Linked DNA regions of Xenopus laevis: region 1 is linked to region 2. The links are chromatin contacts, called in public Hi-C maps. All regions are on one chromosome and are shown on one strand. The core of a region is the stretch at or near the end of the contact, and the rest is flanking DNA. Distances in the headings are between cores, read along the strand shown.

Region 1 (6,790 bases), core at 2,529-5,028, 71 kb after region 2:
ACCGCCCGACCCTTAAGTTTTTCTTCCCCTGTATATTTAAACCCTGCATTAGTATTGCTGTTGTTCTCTTTTTTTTTTTTTTTTTTCTATATATTCGCACATAGTCTGTTTTGGTTATGCTAGAGAATTATTAGACAAAAATAATGTTTAGAACATTGCTCCAATATTGCCTCATACCGGAAATTGTACTTTAGTTGTATAAAACATTCATATAGCAAATTTTATACATTACCCATCCAGGGATTCATATCATCTGATACGACTATCTGCTAACCAAAGTCCTCAAGGTCTCTTATTTATCTTAAAGTCCACCTTGTAGCGTAGAATCTTTAATCTCCTTTGCTTTTCCTTTCTTCATGTTGATATTCTTTGGGACTCTGCTTTTTGACCACTCTTTTTCTTGATCCATCGTTAAGTCCGCTTTAGTTCTGTATTCATCTGGCCAATCTGGTATCTCTATCGCTGGGAGGTGTAGTTTCTTCAGGAAGTTTCCTAGATCTTTCTCTGAACGTAATATTGCTGTATTTCCGTCTTTATGAACAGAGAGTGAGAATGGAAAGCCCCATCTGTATAGTATCCTTTTCTCCCTCAGCAGGTCTGTCAGTGGCTTCAGTGCTTTCCTTTTTCTCAGGGTGATTCTTGATAAATCTTGGAAAAAAGTTAAAGTATTTTCTTCATATATTATGTTTTCTACTTCTTTAGCTTTTTGTAAGATCTCCTCTTTCACCGCATAGCTATGTAGTCGGCATATTATATCTCTAGGTGCCTCTGGAGGGACCATCTTTGGCTTCATCAGCCGATGTGCTCTTTCTATCTGGATTTCCATCATCTTCTCTTTCACCTTTTCCTTGTTTAAGATATTGTTAAATATTTGCTGTAGAAAGGTTTTTATGTCTTCTTTTAGTATGGTTTCTGGAACACCTCTGATTCTTATATTCTTCCTTCTGCTCCGGTTCTCTTGGTCTTCCATCTGTCTCATTAAGTCTAAGATCAAATTTTCCTGCTGTTGTAATTTCCCATAAATAACCTTTTGATTTTGCTGCAGGTTGCTTGTTTGGCGCTCTACTTCCTCCGTGCGCGTCACCATATCTGCAAACTCTTTTTTAAGACCCGAGATATCTTCCCTTATAGATGTAGTTACTTCTTGGAGCATTTCTTTGATTTCCGACTTTGAGGGTAATTTGGCTAATTGAGCAAAGAGAGCTGTGTTCTCACCTCCTTCTTCTCCCTCACTTTCAGACTCCTCAGAGTCCCTTTCCGTCGCCTCTCTTCTTGCCCCTCTTCCCATCGATTTCTTAGAGACGTCGTCTCTGCCCGTGCTATTTCTCCTAAACATTGGGGCTATGTCTCGTGGAGTAGACTGTAAATTACGCATTAAAGTATTCTCTTTTTCTTTATTTCTGTCTTTTATTTTCTCTTTTGTGCCGGTCTCGCTGCCACCTTTTTGGGGTCTCCCCATGTTTGTCCCTCAGAAAGACACTTAAGGAGCCGGCACTGACTGGTTATGGTTAATCTCGTTGAGATAAGCGAGTATTTACAGCATATGCCTTAGTATATTTCGAATCTGTTCCAGAGACCCGTTTCAGCCGAATATACAAGGAACGATGTGGGGGCTATCTGGTTGCTTTCAACCACTTCTCTTTTCAGAGGTTCCTCCCATCACCAATATTATAGTATAGAAATTATAACGATAGTGTTCCAGCAAGTGAGAGTTAGGGGGTATCTTTATCCCTCCAAAGAAAAAAGCAGTTCTCGCAACAACAGTGTCTGCTTGTGGTTAGTCTCTTTAAATTCTGCAGATATTAACCATTTATTACTTAGTATAAGTTGGATCTAAGCCAAAGTCCAGTATCTGCAATGTATGTGGGAAATATCTTATGACTTTTTAAACAGCTTCCGCTTCTAGGCACTCTTCCCGGGACCAATAATGTATTCTAAGCAGGTACAGTATTACATACATAAATCCAAGTTATGTTGCATACAGTGTGTCTGGCATACATACGAAGCGTCTGGCAGTATCCTGCCACTCCCCCTTGGACGCGCTTCTCCCTTCTTGCCCTCTCAGGCCCTCCGGTTTGTGTCCAGTCCAGACTGCTTCCACCTTTCCACTCCCTTTTACCCTCCAGCTGGCGGGAACAAGGGGTCCGCTGGTCCCACTATCTTCACGCCGTCGCAGGGTTCCTCCGGCTGCCTTATTATCCAGTGGGAGCTCCTCACCTCGCTGCTCTTGTCGAGCAAATGCCCATCTGCTACAGCCGCGATTTTCCGCGGATTTTCGGCAGCTAACCGCCTCCTCCTGCGTTCACTATGGGCTCCCTGACGGCTTCCATACCGCTCGCCACTTCCTCTGCCTCCTCCTTGTGCACGCTGCCGGCTGGCCACTTGCGGCAACAGATACCACTGAGCAGAGGCGGGTGGTGACTCAGAGCCGGCTGCTCCGGTTATCGCTATGTGAGCGGTTCAGCCTGCGCATATGGAGGGCAACAAGTACTTAGTAAGTATACCCCGTTATGCTTATTTCCTGCTTATTCACCCTTCATCCAAGCGGGTCGGGTGTAGCACCTGGAGCTCCAAACTCTCAGAGCTCCGCCATGCTGCTTGCTCGACTCCTCCCCCCGTCACTCGGTAAATTTAATTTCTAGGGTTACAAACACACTATGGGGCACATTTACTAAGGGTCGAATATTGAGGGTTAATTAACCCTCGATATTAGACCATCGAAGTACAATCCTTCGACTTCGAATATCGAAGTCAAAGGATTTACCGCATTTACTTTGATCGAACGATCGAAGGAAAAATCGTTCGATCGAACGATTAAATCCTTCGAATCGAACGATTCGAAGGTTTTTATCCATCGATTGAACGATTTTCCTTCGATTAGAAATTGCTTGGAAAGCTTATGGGGAAGGTCCCCATAGGCTATAATTGGTGCTCGGTAGGTTTTAAGTGGCGAAGTAGGTAGTCAAGTACTTTTAAAGAGACAGTACTTCGACTATCGAATGGTCGAATGGTCGAATAGTCGAACGATTTTTACTTTGAATCGTTCGATTTGAAGTCGAATTTGTAGTCAAAGGTCGAAGTAGCCTTTTCGATGGTCGAAGTACCCAAAAAAAACTTCTATTCTAATTCTTTCATTCTAATCTTTCACTCGAGCTTAGTAAATGTGCCCCTATGTAATGGCATGATCAAAAGACAGATAAAGTCACTGAGCCAGAGGGCCCAAAGCAAATAGCCCAGAAACTGACCCAAGCTGAAGTACCCAGGATACCCTGAAAATCAAAGGAGTTTGTTACATTTACAAAAAACGGCATCCATGATATTTAAAGGGACACTACAAAAGAAATGTATTCAACATGAATAGGCAGCCTTGTCAGTTTCACAAAGGTTTATGTAAAGGCTTCCATATCTGTCATGACAGAATAATCTGCTGCTGAGAATCAATGCAATGCCCTTTAGCAGGTTAATAGAAAGAAATGTACATAGGGGAAACACTTCATCCGTGGTGTGAGTTTGTGGTGTACTGGTTACTGGGTACTACAACAACATTTTCACACACAAATACTGGAACTGTATGTCAGTCTGGACCCCACAGAGTTTTCCATACACTTGGGCCCCCAGTAGTAGCATAAGCTAAAATCTTTCCATCTATAGCTGTAATTGTTTTACTAAAAATCAGCTTGTATTTAAGTCTCATGTTCCTTTACCCACAGTGCTGATTACAATTAATAAGAATACAAAGAGAGGGGTCAGGCAGCAGTCAGTTGAATGCACAGGTTAGATGGCTGACTGCCCAGACAGCTGTGTTGCAGTACAGGACTCTGAGAAGATAAACATGCTGTTGACGTAAGTCAAAGCTTAGAGTAAATGTTAAAACAGTTTAATATAAAGGTACAAGCAAAGCATCAAGCACTCATTTATGAAACAAGTAGAATTTTTTTTTATTCAACATTTTTTTTTGTTACCCAATGCAATGTTTTCCCCAGCATTGCTGTATAAATTATGCCCTTGTATGTTTGTGTACTTGCCAGGTGTGAGCCTAGGGAAAACTTTTGGGGTGCCATGCTGCTTTCAATTTTGCCCCACCCCCCACCTCCATTCCGCAGTGCAGCCCTGATCACCCTTTAAAACTGTACTAAAGGAGATAGGAGGACGGGTTTCTGGTGAACTTGGGCAGAGGGAATAAGTAAGGGTGACTTTCTTCACCAGTAGCATAATCTCAAAATGTGGCCCTGGTGCTTGTTTTGTAAATGATGTTCTAGTTTCATTATGTATTTCAATATGAGCAGTCTGTGCGCAATTAAATTGGTACAATGTGGAGTGCACGGTCATTTTGGTAAAACTAAGGCAGCAATGCCATCTTGCCAATGTATTTCTCCCCACCCCAATATCTTTTCTCCTTCTTGGCCAAACATACTATTTATAAAGGGGAATAAAGGTCCCTTTGAAACCATTCACTATCCAAAGGTCAGTGCAATTGGGCTCTGAATATAGCACTGGTTCTACCATTGTTGGGGCATCCAACACCTGGAACAGAGCGGCGGAGGCTTATAGATAGTAAGTACAGGGCATGCTCATTGTGACCACAAGAACTCTATCTTTGGCATTAATAATACCATGTAATTAAGGGGAATGCATGAAGATGCCCATAGGCTGCTCACATGCCACTTTTTACATGACTGGGCACAATCTATTTTTCACCAGTGCACCATTCATAGGCACAAGGCTTTATGATTGATATTCCAGATGTAAAGATTTGACCTGAGAGTGGTTGGTAGAAAATATGTTACAAGGTGCATCGTGGGCTCCAAAACATGGGCATTTGCAACTTATTTTTGCACTTTACCATTTGTCTGACTTTAGTAAATCAGCCATTTAGGTCTTTCTATACAAATTGTTCATATTGCTAACAATAATCACTCACAATGGTGTTAACAAATAATGCCGCATTTTCTTCCCTATACGTGTAGAGAAAAAAGAAACAGGCAACACTGTTCATGGGGATGCAAACAAAGCAGCAAGTAAAAAACTAAGACAACTGAATAAATATTCTGCATTTGTAGCTTCTTTACAACTGTAATGTCGTTGCTCTTTTTATGTGTAAATGGTTACTCTTACAGTAAATGCTACGTAAATGTTTGGGTGTGTGCATGTTTCTATTTCCTTATTACACAAATGCATGAAAGGGTTATAGAGATTCCTATTTACCAACCCATTAAACGTAACATGTTGTACTGTAACATGTTGTACTGTAACATATATTAAGTCTTCCTGATTTATTAGCTCCTGCACTGGATGGAAAACCAATTGCTTATCACTTGTTTGCTTAAGAATATGGAAAAACACTCAAAAGTTCAGAAGGGTGCATTATGACATATATGCTTTTCATATCACAAAAACTAAAAGTGCATTACATAACATAAGAAAATTGTAAGCACATGCCACCTGCTGGCTAAAAGTGAAAAAAGATCATTATGTGATTATTACACTGTGTGATAGAGAAACATTTTGCTCATTTTTAAAAAATATTCTTGCTGCTGTTTTTTTAAATGTGCATGTTCATTAGTAAGATGTTAGAGGGCAGAGCCCCCGATGAAGTTGGAACTGGAATTACCTACTGGGGATTTGTTGCCGTTCTTCCATAAAGTGACACAGAGAATAAAATCATACCCTTCCATTCCCACCAAAATCATATACAGATATTGGAGGTTTTCTTGTATCTAGACTAGGGCTCCATAGATTGGTTGTAAACATTCTACATTTAGATTTTGCTTATCTCTGTTTGCTAGAACAAGGTTGTCTTGGGCTCCACCCACCTTGCTGGCACATGGAGCTGACTGGTTTTGTTCACTATGAACCTGAATATACTTGCATTCCCACACTAACATACAGCAGTTTTACCATTGTATTATTCTACATGAATAGCACATTTAAAGTAAAACAACAACAATAAATTTTCATGGAAACCTATTTGACAGAATACAATTGTTCTAAACATCTATTCTACCCAATCAGATCAAGGGTGAGAGATCTTTGTGTTCCAGATGTTTCCCAGGTTAATATTCTAATTGGAACAGATTCAATGTACAGTGCTTGTGTTCTTCCAGCCCCCGGGAGTAAATACCATACAAGCTTTCCTGTGTTTCGCCTTATAACACTTACATAAGCTTTTTGAAATAAAAACTGGAAAATCCTTGTCTGGAAAATTCTCACTTAAAATTCAGAATTGTTTACAGAGGTGCATTTATAATTAAAAGGGCCCTGGTCATAATTTTACACAGGGACCCCACTCTGTGTTCCAATTTGCTTCCACATATATGTAGCCAAAATAATACTGATCTCAGTGCCATTTTCTGAGATTTTAAGTTTGCCCATTGCCTTGAGTGAAGTAACTTTATTTGGAGTTTCCCCATCAAATTACTCACCTCAAAGATTCTCCTACTTCAAGACTGTGGGCAGTCACTAAAGTATACAGATGATGACTGTGTCTGAACACAGAATGAGCTGGCTGTAATATGAGACTCGTGGTAGAATGTTCTATCCCCGCAGTGCAAATTGTTATGCTGTGCAGTGTGCCACCTGCCTGTGTGGTACTTACCCTCATGTAGAACTCTCTGCCTTCATTCCCTGACTTAATTTGGAAAATGTAATAAGCTCCAGGGAAGCGGGTGGTGGCCTGCATCTGGAATATGTCTGTAGGAACACTGCGGGTGGACAATAGGTCCATGTGTCTATGGACAATGGTAAAAGGCTGGTCTCTGCAGGCTGTGTTCTCCACAGGACACATGCACCG
Region 2 (6,103 bases), core at 684-3,183:
TTCAGGATAACAGGTTCCATTTATCAAAAATGGGCTAAATTGCCCATGGGCAGTTACCAATGGCATCCAATCAAATTATTGCATTCACTGTTCTACCCATGGGCAAATTTGCCCAGTGTTGATAGATGAGCAGCAATGGTTTTTTTTGTACTTACTACCTGCAGGGCTGTTATCTTTATCTTTAAAATGTTTCTATACCCACAATTGCTTCTATTCCCACCATTGTTTCTAGTGCTAGTATGAATAATTAATATATTTGCTTCACACATGGTTAATTCGTATTGACTCATGTTTATCACAGATGGTTTTGTGGGCACCTGGGGTTCTTCCAGGAAGCACCATGGAGCGATCCTCTTCCTGCTTCTTCTTTCTTCTCATGGCTGCGCATGTGCAGTACAGCGAAGAGCCAAACTTTAACGAAAAAGCCAGCTATTTAGTTCTACTGCGCATGTGTCTGCCCCGGGAAATTTGAAGAGTGAAGAAGCTGGAAGAGGATTGCTCCATGGTGTCCACTGGAAGAACCCTGGTATTCCCCATGGTTCTTCAATAAGATATAGATATGTTCATTTTTCAGATGGGGTTGTCCATCTTCCAACGCTGTTTTCAATTCAGTTGGTTTCAGATAGTTCACCAGAAATAACGACTTTTTCCAATTACTTTCTATTTTCTGTGTGACTGTTTCTAATACTGAAGTGTAAAGTTTAATTTTTCAACTTCTAAAGAAGCTCTGGGAGGGGGGGGGGTAGTAGACTCTGTAAACTGATCTACTGTAAATTGATACATTTAGTTGATACATTTCTTATCTTTGGCCCTGCTGAGCAGAATCCCCTAGTTTCATTAAAGGCAGCTGTTATAATTGATACAATAGTTGCCTCACATCGGCACGTGTGCATTAGCGCAGGCGACTTTTCATTGTAGCTTATGGGAAAAAACACTGAGGCAGTTCAAGGGGATAGTCGCTCAGAAGACGAAGCGATTAGTCGCCAGGCGACAAAATCTCCCTGAATCTCCTCGTGTGAACTAACCCTAAGGCATTTTTTGGAGATTTATGGGTAGCGTAGATTTGTGGGTGACAAATCTTATTGTCTACAATTACCTTTACACATATGGCTTCTGAAGTGTATATTTCCTAATTTATGTAAAAGGGAATGTATAATACTTTGATCTTTGTTGTAAACATGTGCCCAAATCCAGTGGTGTAACTAGATATTACTTACCTCACAGTAAATTATTTTCAGGCCCCCAGAATGTCTAGAGATTGACTTGTTTACTTGAAATTGTTTATGAATACAATATATTTAGGACCTCGTGGAGCCCCTGTACCTCCTGGGCCCCCCTGCAGTTGCATGGTCTGCTTCCTTTGTAGTTATGTCCCTGCCCAAATCCCTGTTTGCTTATGATATACCAGTATAAAAAATAGAAAGCCTATAGATGCAAAGATCAGATTGTTCGAATTCTCGAACGATCGGACTTCCACATCTCCCGACCTGCCACTAACCTTTCAGATCAAATAAAGTAGTAGAAGAACAGATCAGCCGATGTTCTGCCCCTGACAGCAATCGTACAAAAGATATGTTCCGACAAAGCTGGTAAAATCCCTCTGAAAATCGTCCGATTTAGTCCAGTGGCAATTATCTTGACTAAATATACTTATCTATAGTACAGAGCCTAGGAAAATATTATTTAATACATCTTTAAGATATGTTGTTCAAATACAGTTTGGGAGTACTATACTCACACACAATTTAGCCTCTAATAATTATTTGGTAAGTGTGACCCTCTGGGGCGTATCTGTAGAGAATTCCTTAAACCTTAACTTAAGGTATCACACTGGGAGGTCTATGAAGACAAAAAGTGTTTAACCAGTAGATCTCAAGTGCCTGAGCGAGACAGAGACTTCCCTCTCTGAAAGCTGATAATTACATAAGAGTCTGGGGGGAGAGCACAGCTAGTGGTAGTATAACAGAGAACCCAGGAGATCCTGTAGGACAAACAGGCTTTTGTGTGTAGTAGAACTGATGTTTAGCATTTTGGTTGAGTATTCCTTAACTGCTTTTTATGAAAAGGTACAAGTGTAGTACATGCAAAAAAAAAACATTTTGTTTCTACCATAAATATTATACACTCAAGTTTAACTTCACTGTCTTCAAAATTAGTTAATTTTGCTTTAGATTTAAAGAGGGTATTTATGTTAAAACAAGCTACAAAGAGTACACATACAATGCACTGAGAAAATCTTTATGTAGACATAATTTACACTGATTGCTAATTAATGTGTAATGGGTAACATATATTGTATAAAAGATATTATTGCATAGAACACAATGTAATGTTTATCAAAATATGTTGGCCCATTGATTAAGATGATTTGATATGTGTAATGCATGCAAATTCATATGTTCATTACACTTTTGTCTGTGTCTCAGCCATATCAGTCACTACAGCATTCTTCTGCTGTTTGAAAAAAACATCAGAAGTATTAACTTATCTTTATATATACCTCATAAATGTAATAGCATATTATCAGTGTGCTGAAAGTAAATCAATTATACCACCTAGAAACACTTAATGCTAAAAGTGCTGTAAGTGTAAAACCACATCAGTGTGTGTAAGTATGCTTATAATTATAACCTAGGGGTACTGGAACATAAGGAGTTTAGTTGCCCATAAATCTTACTGCTTCCACAGTGAAACCCACAGTAATAACAGAAGAGGAGTGGGGCAATTTGGGACATTAAAGGACGATTCAGGACAGCAAGCTGTGGGATTAAAAATTGGGACAGTTGGGAGGTATATGAAAATACTAGAGCTCTCCACAGTCCCCCACAATTAAATTCCTTAACTATTTATATATTTCTATGGGTTTTTAAAGGAGTAGATTTATCTTAATGGTAAAGTCTAAATTTCACTCATTGGTAGGTTTGCCACCTTTTGGTAGGGGCAATACTGACTAGCTGGAGAAAAGGGCCTGCACAAAAAGTGTCCTAATACAGAACCAAATGGAAACATCATTTCCATACTCATATTTTAAAAATATTTTTTTACGGCATCATCTGTGACTAAAAAGTGGGTACATTCAGTTGTCTTACTCTGGTTAAAATCCTGGATTCCACCTAAATAAGACCTAAACAATCTAGCAGAAAAATGCAGATATGAGAACCATAAACGCTGACTGTGTTTACCAACAGTTACTACATTTTAATAAGAGTAAAACATCCAATGCTTAGACACAATCAAAAGTCATACTTTCCCTTTAAATCAATAGCCAGCTCTAATAGCAGGACTGCAAAAATCAATTTACACCACAGGATGGTGCAAGAGGAACAGAAATCAGGTTGTGCCCTGGTTCATAAGTAAGAAAAACTTCCTTTGCATCATTTGAAGATTATTTACAAATTGTATTACCTATGTAATCACTAGTTATTTTATGGATACTGCTCTCAAAAAAGCCTTTGTCTGTATGAAAAAATGTAGCACTGTGTCTGTGAGTATGTAGAACTACTTATTTGAAATATGGAGAAAATATTGAGTTTGTAAGTTTGCTTACCTGTGAATTATAGAGATTTTAACCATGAAGCAACAGCTTCTCTCTAGGGATGTAGCGAACGTCGGAAAAAAAGTTCGCGAACATATTCGCGAACTTGCGCAAAAATGCGAGCGGTTCGCGAACGGTTCGCGAACCCCATAGACTTCAATGGGAAGGCGAACTTTAACATCTAGAAAAGACATTTCTGGCCAGAAAAATGATTTTAAAGTTGTTTAAAGGGTGCAACGACCTGGACAGTGGCATGCCAGAGGGGGATCAAGGGCAAAAATGTATCTGAAAAATCTGCCTGTGTGTGCTTGGAAGAGATAGTGTAGGGGGAGAGCTGTTAGTGATTTCAGGGACAGATGATAGTAAGTTTGCTGGCTAGTAATCTGCTTGATACTGCTCTGTATTGGAGGGACAGAAGTCTGCAGGGATTTGAGGGACATTTTAGCTTAGGTAGCTTTGCTGGCTAGTAATCTACTGTTCTCTTTAAACAACTGCCATACGTTGACCTTGTAGGCATTGTTTGGTGTTTTTTCTGGAGACGGTAATATTATGGATATTTAGACAGAATGTGAACAAGGTCACACAGCTCGATGGCGGGTTGAAGAGAAAACAGTGTGCAAATAATGCCTACAAGGCCAACGTATACACTACTACAGCGGTGGATACGGATTACGTAAAATATATTATGGCTGCTTGAAAAAAGTGACTCCGGTGTTTTTTCTGGAGACGGTAATATTATGGATATTTAGACAGAATGGGAACAAGGTCACACAGCTCGATGGCGGGTTGAAGAAAACAGTGTGCAAATAATGCCTACAAGGCCAACGTATACACTACTACAGCGGTGGATACGGATTACGTAAAATATATTATGGCTGCTTGAAAAAAGTGACTCCGGTGTTTTTTCTGGAGACGGTAATATTATGGATATTTAGACAGAATGGGAACAAGGTCACACAGCTCGATGGCGGGTTGAAGAAAACAGTGTGCAAATAATGCCTACAGGGCAAATAATGCCTAAAAGGTCAACTTATACACTACTACAGCGGTAGTAAAATAAAAAAAAGTAAAATAAAAAAAAAATGAATATTAAAAAAAAAAAATTAAAGTTGGTGCTGCTGAACTACTAGGAGCAGCAGATTAGCACACCAGTCCCACTCCCCAACACTGCTAGACTAATAGCACTGGGCTCTTATAGTAGTAGTAGTAGTAGTAGTAGTAAAACAACAAAAAAATAAATAAAAGCAGTCCTTACAAGGACTACTGTTATTGCAGCAGTCAGCAGATGAGATCAGAAGCAGGACAGCTGCCCACTGCAGCTACATACAGAGCACTGCAGTAGAAGGTAGATTACTAGCCAGCAAAGCTACCTAAGCTAAAATGTCCCTCAAACCCCTGCAGACTTCTGTCCCTCCAATAACAGAGCAGTATCAAAACGATTACTAGCCAGCAAACTTTCAACTGTCCCTGAAATCACTAACAGGCAGCAGCTCTCTCCCTACACTATCTCTTCAGCACACACAGGCAGAGTGAAAAAACGCTGCAGGGCTTCGGTTTTTATAGGAAGGGGAGTGGTCCAGGGGAGAGCTTCCTGATTGGCTGCCATGTACCTGCTGGTCTGGGGTGAGAGGGCAAAAAAAAGCGCCAACAATGGCGAACCCAAAATGGCGAACGTCGCGCGACGTTCGCGAACTTCCGGCGAGCGCGAACACCCGATGTTCGCGCGAACAAGTTCGCCGGCGAACAGTTCGCGACATCTCTACCAGGCTTGTGTAGTGTAATGTATTTGCTGTAACACAGTGGTCCCCAACCAGTAGCTCGCGAGCAACATGTTGCTCGCCAACCCCTTGGATGTTGCTCCCAGTGGCCTCAAAGCAGTTGCTTATTTTTGAATTTCTGGCTTGGAGGCAAGTTTTGGTTGCATAAAAACCAGGTGTACTACCAAACGGACCCTCTTTTAGGCTGCCAGTACACCTAGGGGTGACCACATAGCCAATCACAGCCCTTATTTGGCATCCCCATGGACTTTTTCATGTTTGTGTTGCTCTCCAAGTCTTTTTTACATTTAAATGTGGCTCACGAGCAAAAAAGGTTGGGGACCCCTGCTGTAACATATACGTCCATTCAACTTTAACTTCCCGCCGTATGTAAATAAGGCAGCGTTAGCACAACTTCGCTTCACTTGGCGCAGTAATGCTAGTGCAACTTCGCCAGCATTCGGACCCTGGAAGCCACTTCGGATTTTAGTGAATTACCATTGTCCTGGCGAATCTACACCTGCCGAAGTGTTTGCGCTGTGAGCGAAGCCGTCGCTGGCAAATTTTCTGTTTGTTTGGGCCAAGGGTTCAAATGCACTATGCAAATACACTACAGGTGCTTTGGCATATTTTCAGTTTGGACAAAGCAACTGTGATCTGATTTTCTTGGAGGATGATCTGTCTCTCTGACCACATATTGATTTGATAAAAATTCTGGAGTACTGTGTGTTAACAGTTGTCTGTTGGTCTGGAGGTTATGTATATTTTTTGAAGTAACCCAGCAGATATTGGGCCATATATTAATATAAAT

The links. A called contact is a pair of places that touch in the nucleus more often than the background predicts.
Region 1: a contact with region 2 is called in a Hi-C map of the XTC cell line, with 5 times the contacts expected there. The contact joins two enhancer-like sites. A contact is called at or near these places in 2 of 4 Hi-C or Micro-C datasets (the XL177 cell line and the XTC cell line).

What each region holds. Positions count from the first base shown.
Region 1 is chr8L:78,149,858-78,156,647 of Xenopus_laevis_v10.1, forward strand. It overlaps fbln5.L (fibulin-5), which reads right to left. Exons shown (of 11, transcript XM_041573015.1): 10 at 6,596-6,790. Among protein-coding and RNA genes, the nearest start is that of tc2n.L, 26 kb to the left of the region's middle. Within about 2 kb of position 3,779, at least 1 of the 7 cell types and tissues checked has an H3K27ac peak or open chromatin away from gene starts, as enhancers often do.
Region 2 is chr8L:78,080,623-78,086,725 of Xenopus_laevis_v10.1, forward strand. No RefSeq gene overlaps it. Among protein-coding and RNA genes, the nearest start is that of ppp4r3a.L, 6.7 kb to the left of the region's middle. Within about 2 kb of position 1,934, at least 2 of the 7 cell types and tissues checked have an H3K27ac peak or open chromatin away from gene starts, as enhancers often do.